Linked DNA regions of Oncorhynchus mykiss: region 2 is linked to region 1. The links are chromatin contacts, called in public Hi-C maps. All regions are on one chromosome and are shown on one strand. The core of a region is the stretch at or near the end of the contact, and the rest is flanking DNA. Distances in the headings are between cores, read along the strand shown.

The links. A called contact is a pair of places that touch in the nucleus more often than the background predicts.
Region 2: a Hi-C map of blood shows a contact between it and region 1, with 3 times the contacts expected there. The contact joins the promoter of LOC110493847 here to the promoter of if6 in region 1. A contact is called at or near these places in 2 of 3 Hi-C or Micro-C datasets (blood and liver).

What each region holds. Positions count from the first base shown.
Region 1 is chr17:36,667,778-36,674,534 of USDA_OmykA_1.1, forward strand. It overlaps if6 (Eukaryotic translation initiation factor 6), which reads left to right and starts at 3,100. Exons shown (of 7, transcript NM_001160592.2): 1 at 3,100-3,171; 2 at 3,505-3,642; 3 at 4,427-4,512; 4 at 6,240-6,415. The coding sequence starts at 3,536.
Region 2 is chr17:36,868,253-36,875,009 of USDA_OmykA_1.1, forward strand. It overlaps LOC110493847 (RNA-binding protein 12), which reads right to left and starts at 4,128. Exons shown (of 2, transcript XM_021568360.2): 1 at 4,050-4,128. It overlaps cpne1 (copine-3), which reads right to left and starts at 4,133. Exons shown (of 16, transcript XM_021568362.2): 1 at 4,050-4,133.

The sequences.
Region 1 (6,757 bases), core at 1,850-4,349:
CTGATCAATTATTGCTTACCAGCAGATAATGAAGCTCTGAGTAATGAACCGTTTTTGGCAGAATTTGGTGACAGCACTGAAGCCCTCAGAAAGCCTTGGTTTCCAATCACTAATAAACACTAGCGCTGCAGTTACACAACCTGACTACAGAAACACTCAACTCTGAGATAAAGCCATTCTGAAAAACCAAAACCATCAAATTCTACACTCAGGTAATTTGTTCCTGCCAAAAGTCTCTGACTTGAACAAACCAAGGGACAACCTGTAACCCCTCTGATTCTAAACAAAGAGCCTGACTTCCTTCACTAGGCCCATGGTCACAAGCAACAAGCTCCATCTGATATGTAAGCAACAATGTGAGACTTGGAGCAGCCACCACCAGGGACAAGTGAATATCGACCACAACTTCAGCACACTCACATGTTCCACTAACATCTCTTTGTTTCAGCCCTAAGCACTCACTGGAGGGGCACAGTTAGCCATAGCTGCTTCACTTTGACTTTCAGAGAACCTAATGAGACCCATCTCACTTCCCCTGAGCCTCAGTGTTAATCACACCAGCATTACCAACAGGGAAAATGGATAGGATAGGACAGGATATGCATATTATTGGTAGATTTGGATAGAAAACACTGAAGTTTATAAAACTGTTTGAATGATGTCTGTGAGTATAACAGAACTTATTTGGCAGGCGAAACCCCGAGGACAAACCAACCAGGATTTTCTTTCTTTTGAGGTCACTCTCTTTTCAATGGGGTTTCAATGGGAATCTAGAATTCTAAGGCAGTTGCTTACAGTTCCTATCACTTCCACTGGATGTCAACAGTCTTTAGAAATTGGTTGATGTTTTTCCTTTGAGAAATTAAGAAGTATACATAGACTTTTGATTGTCTTTATTAAGACATCCTCTAAATCAAATTTCAGCCAGCCTGAACTGCCTGCCTGCCCTCCCGACCCCCACCAGTCATGTCAATAACTCAACTCACCCAACACAATTTCCTTCTCAGTTCACACCTTTAAAAAAGTCATTCCCAAGGGAAAGGTTTGGAAACAAAAACAAAATCCCACTGACCTGTTCACCGGATGTGCTACCTTGTCCCAGTCCTGCTGTTTTGGACCCTCTCTGCCGCACCTGCTGTCTCTAACGCTGAATGATCGGCTATGAAAAGCCAACTGACATTTACTCCTAAGGTGCTGACCTGCTGCACCCTCTACAACCACTGTGATTATTATTATCTGACCCTGCAGGTTACCTATGAACGTTTGAACATCTTGGTCCCATGTTTTGTTATAGTCTCCACCCGGCACAGCCAGAAGAGGACTGACCACACCTCCGAGCCAGGTTCCTCTCTAGGTTTCTTCCTAGGTTCTGGCCTTTCTAGGGAGTTTTTCCTAGCCACCGTGCTTCTATATCTGCATTGCTTGCCGTTTGGGGTTTTAGGCTGGGTTTCTGTACAGCACTTTGTGACATCGGCTGATGTAAAAAGGGCTTTATGAATAAATTTGATTGATTTGATTGACTTACACCTCAAATATACATTAACACACAGAAACAGCAAATCCTCCATATAATTAATCTCATAGGACTAATAATACTGTAGAGCTGTTTTAACTTGCACACAATACAGCTGGGTCGCCCCGTACTGTCTCTAGGTGTCCACCACCCTGCAGCACCCCAACCCAACACACCCCACTCAGCTTTAGGATCTTAATGAAGCATTTATTATTGGTTTCGGGTGTGTTAGGCCAAGGCCAGAGTGACAACCCACAGGAGAGAAGTCCGCCAGGGCCAGGACTGAGCAGCCAGGGATTGCCTAAATGGGTATCTCCCCTGATGTGGGCATGTTTTCAATACACTCCTTTCTTTAGTTGTACTGTATTCCATATAAGGCATCCATACCTTATGAAAGTTGCACAGTACACCCTTAATCTTGTAATAAACCAAATCTAGTGATACATAACATATAAATTAGCATTTTGCTACACCCGCAATAACATCTGCTAAATATGTGTATGCAACCAATAACATTTTATTTGATTTATCTGAAACAAGTTAATTTGATGGAAACACATCTGTGGTGGGAAAATTTGATTTAAAAAAAATATTTGTATGAAAGTCTGTCGCCAACTGGATGGAAACCTAGCTATTGATGTATAAAAAAAACTATGTTTGTCTAGATGCACCATGATGGATAAAATGTATAGTACACCGGATGTATAGCCTACACCGGACAGAACACCTATAATTACCATATAATATATTTAAAAAATCTAAATCAGTCATTTACTCTTCATTGCTCGGTAAAGGTAAAGGGGTAGGTAAATCAGAGGTACAAATGGCAACAATGTTGGAAAATGCAACAATGTTTTGAAAATTACAAAATGATAGAATTGAGGGTCAAGGACCGGAATGTTCGGTAGTGGAAAGACATAGGAAGAAGAGAGATCATGATACAGAAAGTGTCTAGTAAAGAAAGTCAAAGTAGGAAGCAAGAGTATTTGGAGTGGAAAGTGGTGATAGTGTTGGATGAGACCACACCCTATCCGACTAACTAATGCAGTAGAGAAAGAGGTAGGTGAAGTGAAATGAGCTCGGTTCATTGGAAATGGTAGATTGTTAATATTGTGTGGTAGCCAGGCTCAGCAAGATAAGATTTCTAAAAATGGAAAAGCTTAATGGGAAGAATATTAAAAGCCATGTCCCCGGTGCTTATGCTAGATTGAGGGGAGTCATCACTGGGGTCCCAGTATCAATGTCCACAGTTGATATTACAGAAAATGTGATTGGAGGGAGAGTGAGTGAATGAGGCCAAAAGGTTGATCAGTAGTAAAGAGGGTTAAAGAAGTGAAAGCTTATCAGTGATGCAGAAGTTTGAGAAAGTCTTGCCAGGAAAAGTTTGGGATTTATTTGGTTTTGAATTTTATTTTCATGAAAGTACAGAAATTGGCTGATCATGATTGAACGTACATTCCAGGACAGTAGGTGGCGGCATGCACTTTAAACGTTTGTTTGCAGACCGCCATAGAAGAAGACATAAACGTAGACGTTTAAGTGAACACGTGTGGGGAAAGGAAGGGATCCACGCTTGCGGAGTGGTCACACGTAAGTAGGTAAAGTTCTTGTTATTTACGTTATCCGATATGTCGAAAAGATCTGGTGACTATTTAAACGTAGGTATATAGCTATAGTTTGTATTGGTACTAGCCAGTGATACTGGATTTTCTTAAAACGTTGGTTAGCAAACGTTACTCAATTTGAGGCAACTTCCAGCTAGCCACTCGGCTAGCTAGCTAAACTAATGTATCGCTTCGTAATATATTGCAAGGAAACATGGTAGTTGTCATGTTTGTATGTGCCATTGTAGTGATATAGCCATCATTTTATAAGATTTGTCAGTCTGGGCTAACTGATGCCTAGCTCGCTTGGCTAGTACTAATAGCTAGGCTTGACTAGTAGTAACTTGTTAAGTGCGTAATCTTCACATCCATTGTATTTTGTTTAAGAAACGTACTGCCTCAACTGTAAAACTTCAACATGGCTGTCAGGGCATCTTTCGAGAAGAACAACGAAATAGGCTGCTTCGCCAAATTAACAAACACATACTGCCTAGTTGCAATTGGCGGGTCAGAGAACTTCTACAGGTAAGATCTCTTATCGAGACGTGCATCTACGTGCGGTTGACCATGAACGTTAGCTACGTTGGTATCCCGTCGCGGAACGCTATATTCCAGTACCCCGTTACCAGGCCTTTAACGTTTTTGCAACGAAAACTAGTTTTGTATTGGACCGATTCAGATAGGCCCCTCTCGGTTTGGTTCTTAAACAGTTTCAGTTACAAGATGTAATGAATAAGTGTTTCCGAAAAAAGCTTCCTGTCACCGAATCCGGAAAGCTTTTACCTCCCAGTACGGGTTGTAAAATGTGAACCACTACAAATAAACGTTTATATCTACATTTTCCAAAGCTCACTCCCTAGTAGGTACTCGGTGGTAGTTGCCAAGCGGGATTACCGCGTGATCCGAGATGGTGATGCAGTATGGAGATCGTTGAGTTCTGGAAAAGTTGTATTTCAATGTTTGTTCATTTTAGTGGTTCACACATTTAACCTCTACTGACTGGGAAAGCATTCCGGATTATGCACATGCTTTTGACGGGAAACGATTTTTTGAAGGCGCGATTGTCTACCATTGTGCCCTTGAGTAAGGCACTTAAACCCCATAAATAGCTGCACTGTGTCTAACCCAGTATTCTTCTAACTGTCTGTCTAATTGGGGCCTGAAAACAGAGCATATGAGTAATTTTCATTAATGGACAAGTAAAGTTGTATTGAAAGCTTACATACAGTAATGTCAGCCTGCTCTGGGGAGTGTTTGTTATTTAAAAAAATCTGCGGTGTTGTCATGTTAACATGCAATTTATGATTAGTGTCTTCGAAGGCGAGTTGTCCGAAACCATCCCAGTTGTACATGCCTCAATAGCAGGATGTCGGATAATTGGAAGAATGTGTGTGGGTGAGTATGGCTCTGTAATAGATCAACGTTGTACGTCAAACAGCTATCCTCTGCAAGTGCACAAAGAAACGTCATCAGTTCAACAGGAGAATGGAATACTTAATTCACATGTGAGTTCCAAATATCTGGAACGGTCGCACAAGCGTGAGGTTTTTTTCTGCTTGTGATGACAATGCACTCAACTGTTCCAAAATGTGATTGTTACGCAGTATGACGGTTAACCTGTGCTGCCCTCAAAACAAGGCACACAGCCTATAGATAATTAGCAGGCAATTTCAAATATTTTAACGGTTTGAGTTGAGGTGTTCTTCCTCATTAATTCACATAAGAAGTAGCCCATTTCACTGTTGCGGACAATTTGTTTGAGACTAATTCTCTCTTTGACAAGAGCCCATGCACTTACCCAGTGTTTCCCTGGATCAAGTATGAAGACATTGCACATCTCTAGTCAGAACAGGCCTTCCAAACTTTTCCCCCTGCTGCATGGTTTTCTTTACAAATAACTTATGGTTATGCTTGTGTTCCTATCAAGATGCCTTATTTTCAGTATATCGTGTTGTCTTATCTACTGTCTTATACCATATGTATGGATCAAATCAAATTTTATTTGTCACATACACATGGTTAGCAGATGTTAATGCGAGTGTAGCGAAATGCACAAGCATTTCATGCAATCATCATGCATTCCAATTCTTGTATAGATTGTAATAGACACGTGTGTGTGATACTTTTTAGAAGGCTGTACTGACTATGACAAACTAAGCTGTGTGGTGCCATGTTTGACATCATACAATGCGTTCTGGTTGTCACGTAAGCATCTGTCAGACCAAATGAGCTTAAGGGATAGTTCACTTGACTGACTTATGGTGCGTTCAAGACAACTGGGAACTGAAAAATACGAGGTGCAATCATGTCAGTGATTTTCAGGTCAGAAAGAGGCCTGAGTTGGATAACCGCTCAAATCGTTTTTTTCCCCAGTTGGAGCTCGGTTTGAGTTCCCAGTTTTGAACGCAACATCAGATTGCAACTATGGTATCTCAGGGTTGCCAGCTCAGACCCCTCTTTTCTTTAGCGTATAAACTTCTTTGACCCACATTTTTTGTTAAATCCCCCCATCGTAGTTATTTCCTGCATCATCCCCACGATACCTTCCTCCATGTACTTAAACCCTCCTGAAATGATTTCATCCCTGTTTTATCATTCGTGCTACGGCTCGGCAGTAGGCTTGTATTTGGGGTGATGATCTGTGGGGTGATTAAAAAAATTAAGAGCCTCACACTCTAGGTGCTCAGATGTAATAATTTAATAACCAATGTTTCGACAGACAAGCGGTCTTCATATAGCTTGTCTGACTCAACTTTGGTTATTAGGTTAAGTTATTGCATCTGAGCTCCTAGAGTGTGTGGTTCCATGTGATGAGTGGATGATGAATTTCACATTTTTTACAATAAGGTGAAATTGAGGAATAAAGTTGTTGAGGACCTCAGAACATTGTTCAGATGCTTTTCAGATGCGAATGTTGCTTCATACGTTCCAATCACATATTTGCGATGGTACGCTGCAGGGACCGGACCACTTAACAATGATCACATATGTGATCGTATGCGTCAGAGTTAATTATGCTTTATTTAATAGATTAATACTGTACTTGATATTTTATAAATGATTTAGGTAAATGACTTGTGATAAATTAACGACTACTTTTACCTTGTAACTTTGCTCACCAGGGAATCGTCATGGGCTCCTGGTGCCCAACAACACCACGGACCAAGAGCTGCAGCACATTAGGAATTGTCTCCCAGGCGCAGTGAAGATCCAGAGGGTAGAGGAGAGACTCTCAGCACTGGGGAATGTCATTGCCTGTAATGACTATGTGGCTCTGGTGCATCCTGATCTGGACAGGGTGAGGGGCAACGATGTCTAAATATTGTCTTGGACTAGTAAAAGTTGAGTGGATAACTAGTCTGACTAGCTGCTATGTAACTTCTGATGAATTAAGGTATATTTCCCTTGTTTGTATTTGATGAGCACTCCACTTTCAAAAGCAAATATTTAGCAGGTTAAATTTATACAAAAAAAATTGTATTGTAAATGTTACATTGAGTTTTATCAGAACAACCATTCATTGGAGAATACTGCAAACTTTGCCTTATCCAGCCACATTTAAAACCTTAACATTAGAGTCCATAATCATTTTCATGATTACTCAAACTGAAATGATTTCAAATGCCCATCCCTAGGACAT
Region 2 (6,757 bases), core at 2,878-5,377, 200 kb after region 1:
TAAGTGAGGTCATCAACTGTGGTTGTCCCACCTAGCCATCTTAAAGTGGCAATCCGCAGTTGAAACAATAACAAAGCGGCACCTCGCCTCTATTTTGGGTAAAAACTGAGGAAAAGGCCTGGAGAAATGTAACCACTTTCAAATTCATAGATGGCTATTGATGCAATGACTGGCCAACCAAGATATCAAAATCATAGTTTTCAGCATAACTTGAGGCCATACAATGCCAGTATCATTTACTCAAAATAGTCAATCTAAGATTTAAAAAATTTCAGATTTCTTGAGTTGACGTTTTTGCAGAGGAAGTTTTAGTCGCGCAATTTTACTTCTATCCAAGGTGTGACATGTCTTATGTAAACAAACTCTGATCTGTTGCACTGCTGGGCAGGTCTGTCTCACTGTATATGTGTTCTGCGGTATGATTGGATAGTGCGCAGCAGTGTGTATCCCGTGTTAGTGGGCAAGTTAACCTTGTTGAAATCAAAACCAAACCCTCAAGTCATGACAAACTCACTTTAAAAATAAACTGTTTTGGATGAGACTGAATAAATGTTTGACTTTTCGATCAGATAAGTGGCATCGATATAAGTTGTTTATTGCCTTCAGTTGCGCTTTAAACACGTGGTAGGCCCCCATCATTAAGTGGGAGTACACAGGGAGGTACATGAGTGGGCTGAGCACTCACCCTTGTAGGGCCCCTGTGTTTAGGATTAGCAGTGGAGGTGTTGTTTCCTACCTTCACCACCTGGGGTCAGCCCATCAGGAAATCCAGGACCCAGTTGCACAGGGCAGGGTTCAGACCCAGGGCCCCGAGCTTAAAGATGAGCTTGGAGGGTACTACTGTGTTAAAGGCTTAGCTATAGTCATTTAGTTCAGTTACCTTTGCTTTCTTGGGTACAGGAACAATGGTGGACATCTTTAAGCAAGTTGGAACAGCAGACTGGGATAGGGAGAGATTGAAAATGTCCGTAAACACTCCTGCCAGCTGGTCTGCGCATGCTCTGAGGACTCGGCTAGGGATGCCGTCTGGGCCGGTAGCCTTGCGGGGGTTAACACGCTTAAATGTCTTACTCACATTGGCCACGGAGAACGAGAGCCCACAGTCCTTGGGAGTGGGCCGTGTTGGTGGCACTGTGTTGTCCTCAAAGCGGGCGAAGGTGTTTAGCTTTTCCGGGAGCAAGATGCCGGTGTCAGTGTCTTGGCTGGTTTTCCATTAGTAATCTGCCATATACGTATCGTGTCTGAGCCATTGAATTGCTACTCCACTGTCTCTGTACTGACATTTTGCCTGTTTGCTTGCCTTACGTAGGGCACAACTACAGTTTGTATTCAACCATATTCCCAGTCACCTTGCTGTGGTTAAATGCGGTGGTTTGCGCTTTAAGTTTTGTGCAAATGCTGTCATCTGTCCACCGTTTTTGGTTTGGGTCGATTTTAATAGTCACAGTGGGAACCACATCCCCTATACACTTCCTGATGAACTCAGTCACTGTATACGCCAATGTTATTCTCATAGGCTACCCGGAACATATCCCAGTCTGATGTGCGAGTACTAAAGGCAATGTTTTGATGTGTCAAATTTGCTTAGTTAAAATACCCAGCTACATAACTGCAGCCTCAGGATAGGTGGTTTCCAGTTTGCACAAAGTCCAGTGTAATTCCTTGAGGGCCATCGTGGTATCGGCTTGAGGGGGAATAAACACGGCTGTGACTATAACCAAAGAGAATTCTCTTGGGAGGTAATATGGTCGGCATTTGATCGTGAGGCATTCTAGGTTGAGGGAACAAAAGTACTTGAGTTCCTGTACGCTATCACAATCACATTATGAGTTGTTAATCATGAAACAAACACCAACTTTCTTCTTCCCGGAGAATTCTTTATTCCGGTCTGAGCGATGTATTGAGAACCCAGCTGGCTGTATGAACGGGGACAGTATATCTGGAGAGCGCCATGATTTTATGAAACAGTATGTTGCAATCCGGATGTCTCTCTGGAAGGAGATCCTCGCCCTGAGCTTGTCTACTTGAAAATTAGCTGAACTGCACATTAGCGAATATATACCCGGAAGTGGCGGATGGTGTGCACGCCTTCTGAGTCGGACTACAAGTCCACTCAGAATACCTCTTCTCCACCAGCAGCGTCTTGGAGCAGCCTCTGGTATAAGTTCAGTTGCCCTGGAGGGTACGAACAAAGGATCCAATTTGGGAAAGTCATATTTCTGGTTGTAATGTTGGTGAGTTACCGCCGCTCTGATATCCAAAAGTTATTTCTGGCTGTACGTAATAACACAAAAACCGTTCTGGGCTAATAATGTAAGAAATCACAACAACAACAAAAACAAAATACTGGAAAGTTGCTTAGGAGCTAGAAGCAGAGCTGCCATGTCTGTCGGCGCCATCTTCATATACAATGGTGCCACTGGACTCAGATCTACAACTCACTCATCAGTCTGAAGTGTCGCCCCTTGCGCAATTGAAGGACTTTTTCAACAGCGCGGGGGGTTGGAACTCAAGAGGGCAGTCACATGTGTTTGCGAGGCAGAGGTCCTGAGTTCCGAGTCTCGATATGAGCTGAATCGGGGGGAAATGGTACTCAATAAGAACATTAACTTCCTGAAGTTATCCCTATAGGCTTTAGCCAAGTGGGTCAACACAGTCTTGTGACATGCAGGAGACCTGGTTTGAACCCAGTCAGTCACAAGATTAAATATGGAGTGAAAAGTTTATCCATGTTTTTTTTTGTGCCACTCCCTTCTATAATATCCTGGCGAGGCCTGTGGTCATCATGCCAGATTGGCTTCAGAAACCACCAGAAGCTTTTGTTTACCATAGACCGTTTGATTCGATACATGCTCCTTATCTGAAATTATGAAACTTTGATCAACTTTAAATTATAGTTTGTAAACTTGATACAGACAATGAATGCAATCTACCATATTCAAACTGAATATATAAATATTCAATTTGAAATCACATTTTAAAACTGAACGCAATTTTCAATTCAGTTTCAAATCATGAAATATAAATTCAATGATTCAATTTGTGCATTTCAACCATGTTTGGACGAATGGTTACACCCCTGCTGGGTATACCGTTGTAAAACTTTTGCAACAGAAATCGTTCCCTCCAAACAGAAACCGTTTCCAACGAAAACGAGTTTCTATTGGACAAATTCAGGTAGGTCCCTCCCCCTTTCGTTTGGTTCTTAAACGGTGAACGGTTTCCGCTGCAAGGCGTAATGAATACACCCCTGGACTGCCCAATCTCTGGTCACGACAAATAGCACATACTGGGGGAAGTTGATGAAATAGCAAATGAATTGCATGGGCACGAAAACGCTGTCAACATGAACGAGACTTCATTGTAAAACACATTTGCCAATAACGTAGCTAAAAGCTCAGTCTGTCACAGTACTAAAGCGGTTTCCAAATGTGAAGGGCTGCAAAAAGACAGCAAATTCTGCAAGGCTACAGGAAGAGACCACAGACCAATTATATCTAGCCATTTCAACATTTGAATGTGTACCACATTACTCGAGAAAGGGCGCCGTGCAAGCTAGCTAACGTTAGTTGGATTGATATTAAGAGCAGGTCCTGCAATGAAAACCCCTTCTCCGACCTAGAAGCTAGCTAGTTAATTAGCAAGATGGGTAGCTAGCTAGCATCATTGGCTAAAGACAGAACAATTGCCCTTCAACGTACTTATTCAGACTAGTAGCTACCTAGCGAAACACGAGAACATCAAACGTTTAGCTAGCTAGTTCCCACATTTCTAAAGCTCACGAAAAGCATAACGTAATACATTAGTGATATAGCTTGTTGTTCGCTAAACACATAGCTAGCTAACGTTACCCCATTTGGGCAGGCCGAACATCTCACATGCCCCCCCCCCCCAAAAAAATATCTAGTAGCTAGCTAGCCCTTCTAGCTAACGCTATATTCACCCAATGTCTAACTGCAGGCGTATATTTTCACGAATCTGTAACAACCATTTCATTATTACTATCTCTGTAATTGCATTTGTCCGCTGTGTTTTTATTTGGTCCTTACCGAAATATCTGTTAACAGATCTTTATTTTATGGTGCGTCCTCCTCTCTTGCTCTTCTCTCTCTGCTTGTGTAGTTTTTCTTTTTTGTAACAATAGACAATACTCAATTCAGACAAAAAGACATCAAAAATCACCGTACACAATTTTAAATAAAATAAGACATCACATCATACATAAAATATTGCATTATAATATTCTACAAATTACATAGTAACAGAAGTAATTTAAAAGCTATACATTCTTGAAATCTTGAAATCTGGGTTCTTGGGAAATGTACATATCTTGAATTTACTTAGTATTGAAATTAACAATAAAATCTAGCTTCTTATCAATGTTTAAAAATAAAAAATGTGATGCTCAAGGTAAGATTTAAGGTAAGACTTATTTGAGTATTATATAATATCCCAGAATTTGGATATTATATTGATAAAAAAAACAACTTCTAAATAGAGGCGTTTGTTGGATATACACGGAGTGTACAAAACATTAAGAACAATTTCCTAATATTGAGTTACACCTTTGAGTTACACTTTTGCCCTCAAACGCCTCAATTCGTTGGGCATGGACTAAAACAAGGTGTCGAAAGCATTCCATGTTGACTCCAATGCTTCCCACAGTTGTGTGAATTTGGCTGGACGTCCTTTGGGTGGTGGACCATTCTTGATACACACAGTAAACTGTCCAGCGTGAAAAATCTAGCAGTTCTTGACACACAAACCGTTGTGCCTGGCACCTACCACCATACCCCATTCAAAGACACTTAAATATTTTGTCTTGCCCATTCACCCTCTGAATTGCACACATACACAATCTAGGTCTTCTGCTAGATTGGGTTGGAGGACAGCATCCAACTTTTAAAGTGCATACACTGCCAACTACTGTACTGGATTGTGAGGCCAGTCACGGCCTACCTTCATTAGTCCGGTTCCTCTAAGAAAGTAAAATAGAGCCCTGGACAACACTTTCCTGCCCCCACTACACCACCCAAACCCCGTCCAGCCTCTCTAACCCTTTCACGCAATCTCTCCATTCCTCCACTAAACACTCACACAGACCTGTTTCATGTCTCCCAATGTGGCATTCAAACCTGTGTGCCCAAACCGTAGTCTACTCTACACAGCTTCCTCTCCTACATCCCATACTCCCCACCTCTCCTTTAACTTTTATTTTACCTTTATTTAACTAGGCAAGTCAGTTAAGAACAAATTCTTATTTTCAATGACGGCCTAGGAACAGTGGGTTAACTGTTCAGGGGCAGAACGACAGATTTGTCGACACACCGACACAATCAGTTAACCACTTACACACTCTTACATTGAAATCTGGGATATACACCCCTGCCCCCACCCTACCATATCACTGACTGCATCCTTTGAACCATCTGTGTATTTCCTTAATGTACCACAACGTTTGTGCGCTTAATTTAGCATGTGCTACCCTTAAAAACAAATACAACAGATCTATATATCAATCTATTAAGACTTAAAAACCCTTCTTTAACCTGTGTCCTCCCCCTTCATCTACACTGTGGATTTAACAGGTGACATCAATAAGGGATCATAGCTTTCACATGGTCAGTCTATGCCATGGAAAGAGTAGGTGTTCCTAATGTTTTGTGCAGTGTAAATAATGTAGCACCTTCTAATGGACCTCTCTAGCCTTGTTTAGTATACAAAACATGCAAGGCATTAACCATGCTTTTTTCCAATCTGGGTCTTGAATACTGAGTTCCAATAAAACTTTATCTTGGGGTGACTCTCTTTTGACAATGAAACACCTCTTGTTTGTTACCACATCTTGGATCATTATTTATTATAAATATCCATTCCTCCAACTAAGCATTTATGGTTAAGTCTCAGATCCTATATGACCTCATTAGGTGAATAAGGCCATTTGGGATCGCATTGATCACAGCACCAAATTATAATGAAGTAACTCATTATTCAAGATATTGGTTTGATAAAGGGAAAAGTTGTGTACGAAGCTCAACTTCCACACTAACAGATGTTGTTCATGACGTTTTGATAGTATTATGGGCAATTTAGATGTAGTCACATGTTAACAAATTCTAACCAACAATCTTCTCAAAGATATTGTGGAACGAAGTACCAAATGGAGTCAGGTGCAACGATACACCTCTTCATCCAGTTATCTTTTTAAAGTTATCATTTCCATCCAAAAAGTCTAACATATCAAACCCTCCTGCTTTCTCCCCAGCTTTAACTGCATCCTTAAGATTTTTATGCTTATTCTTCCAGAAGAAATCCACAAAAGGCTTTGTTAATGTGTTTGCAAGTAGTTCCATGGACAAATAATGAAACAAGCAGGGTATATGAAACAAGACAATCCTTCTGCTTTCACCAAAATAACTCTCGTCTAGTATAGACAGGTCTCTTTGTAACCAATTATTGAAAAGGAGAATCGCCATCTTAAAAGTCTGGATGAGAAATTCATCAGCTGTCTGACAATGTGGTTTTTGGTAATATGAATACCCAGACACCAACACTGTCTAACATGAATATTACATATTGTAGTTTCTACATTATCATATAAACACAGATCACACTGAGACGTTCCATCCTATAACAGAAAACAAATCAATAGGTGTCAAGTGCTTTGGCAATTTGATATTTGCTTTCCAGGAATATTGTCAGCAAACTGTGAGATCATATCCTCTCCAAAATATTGATAGACGTCATTAAGGATACT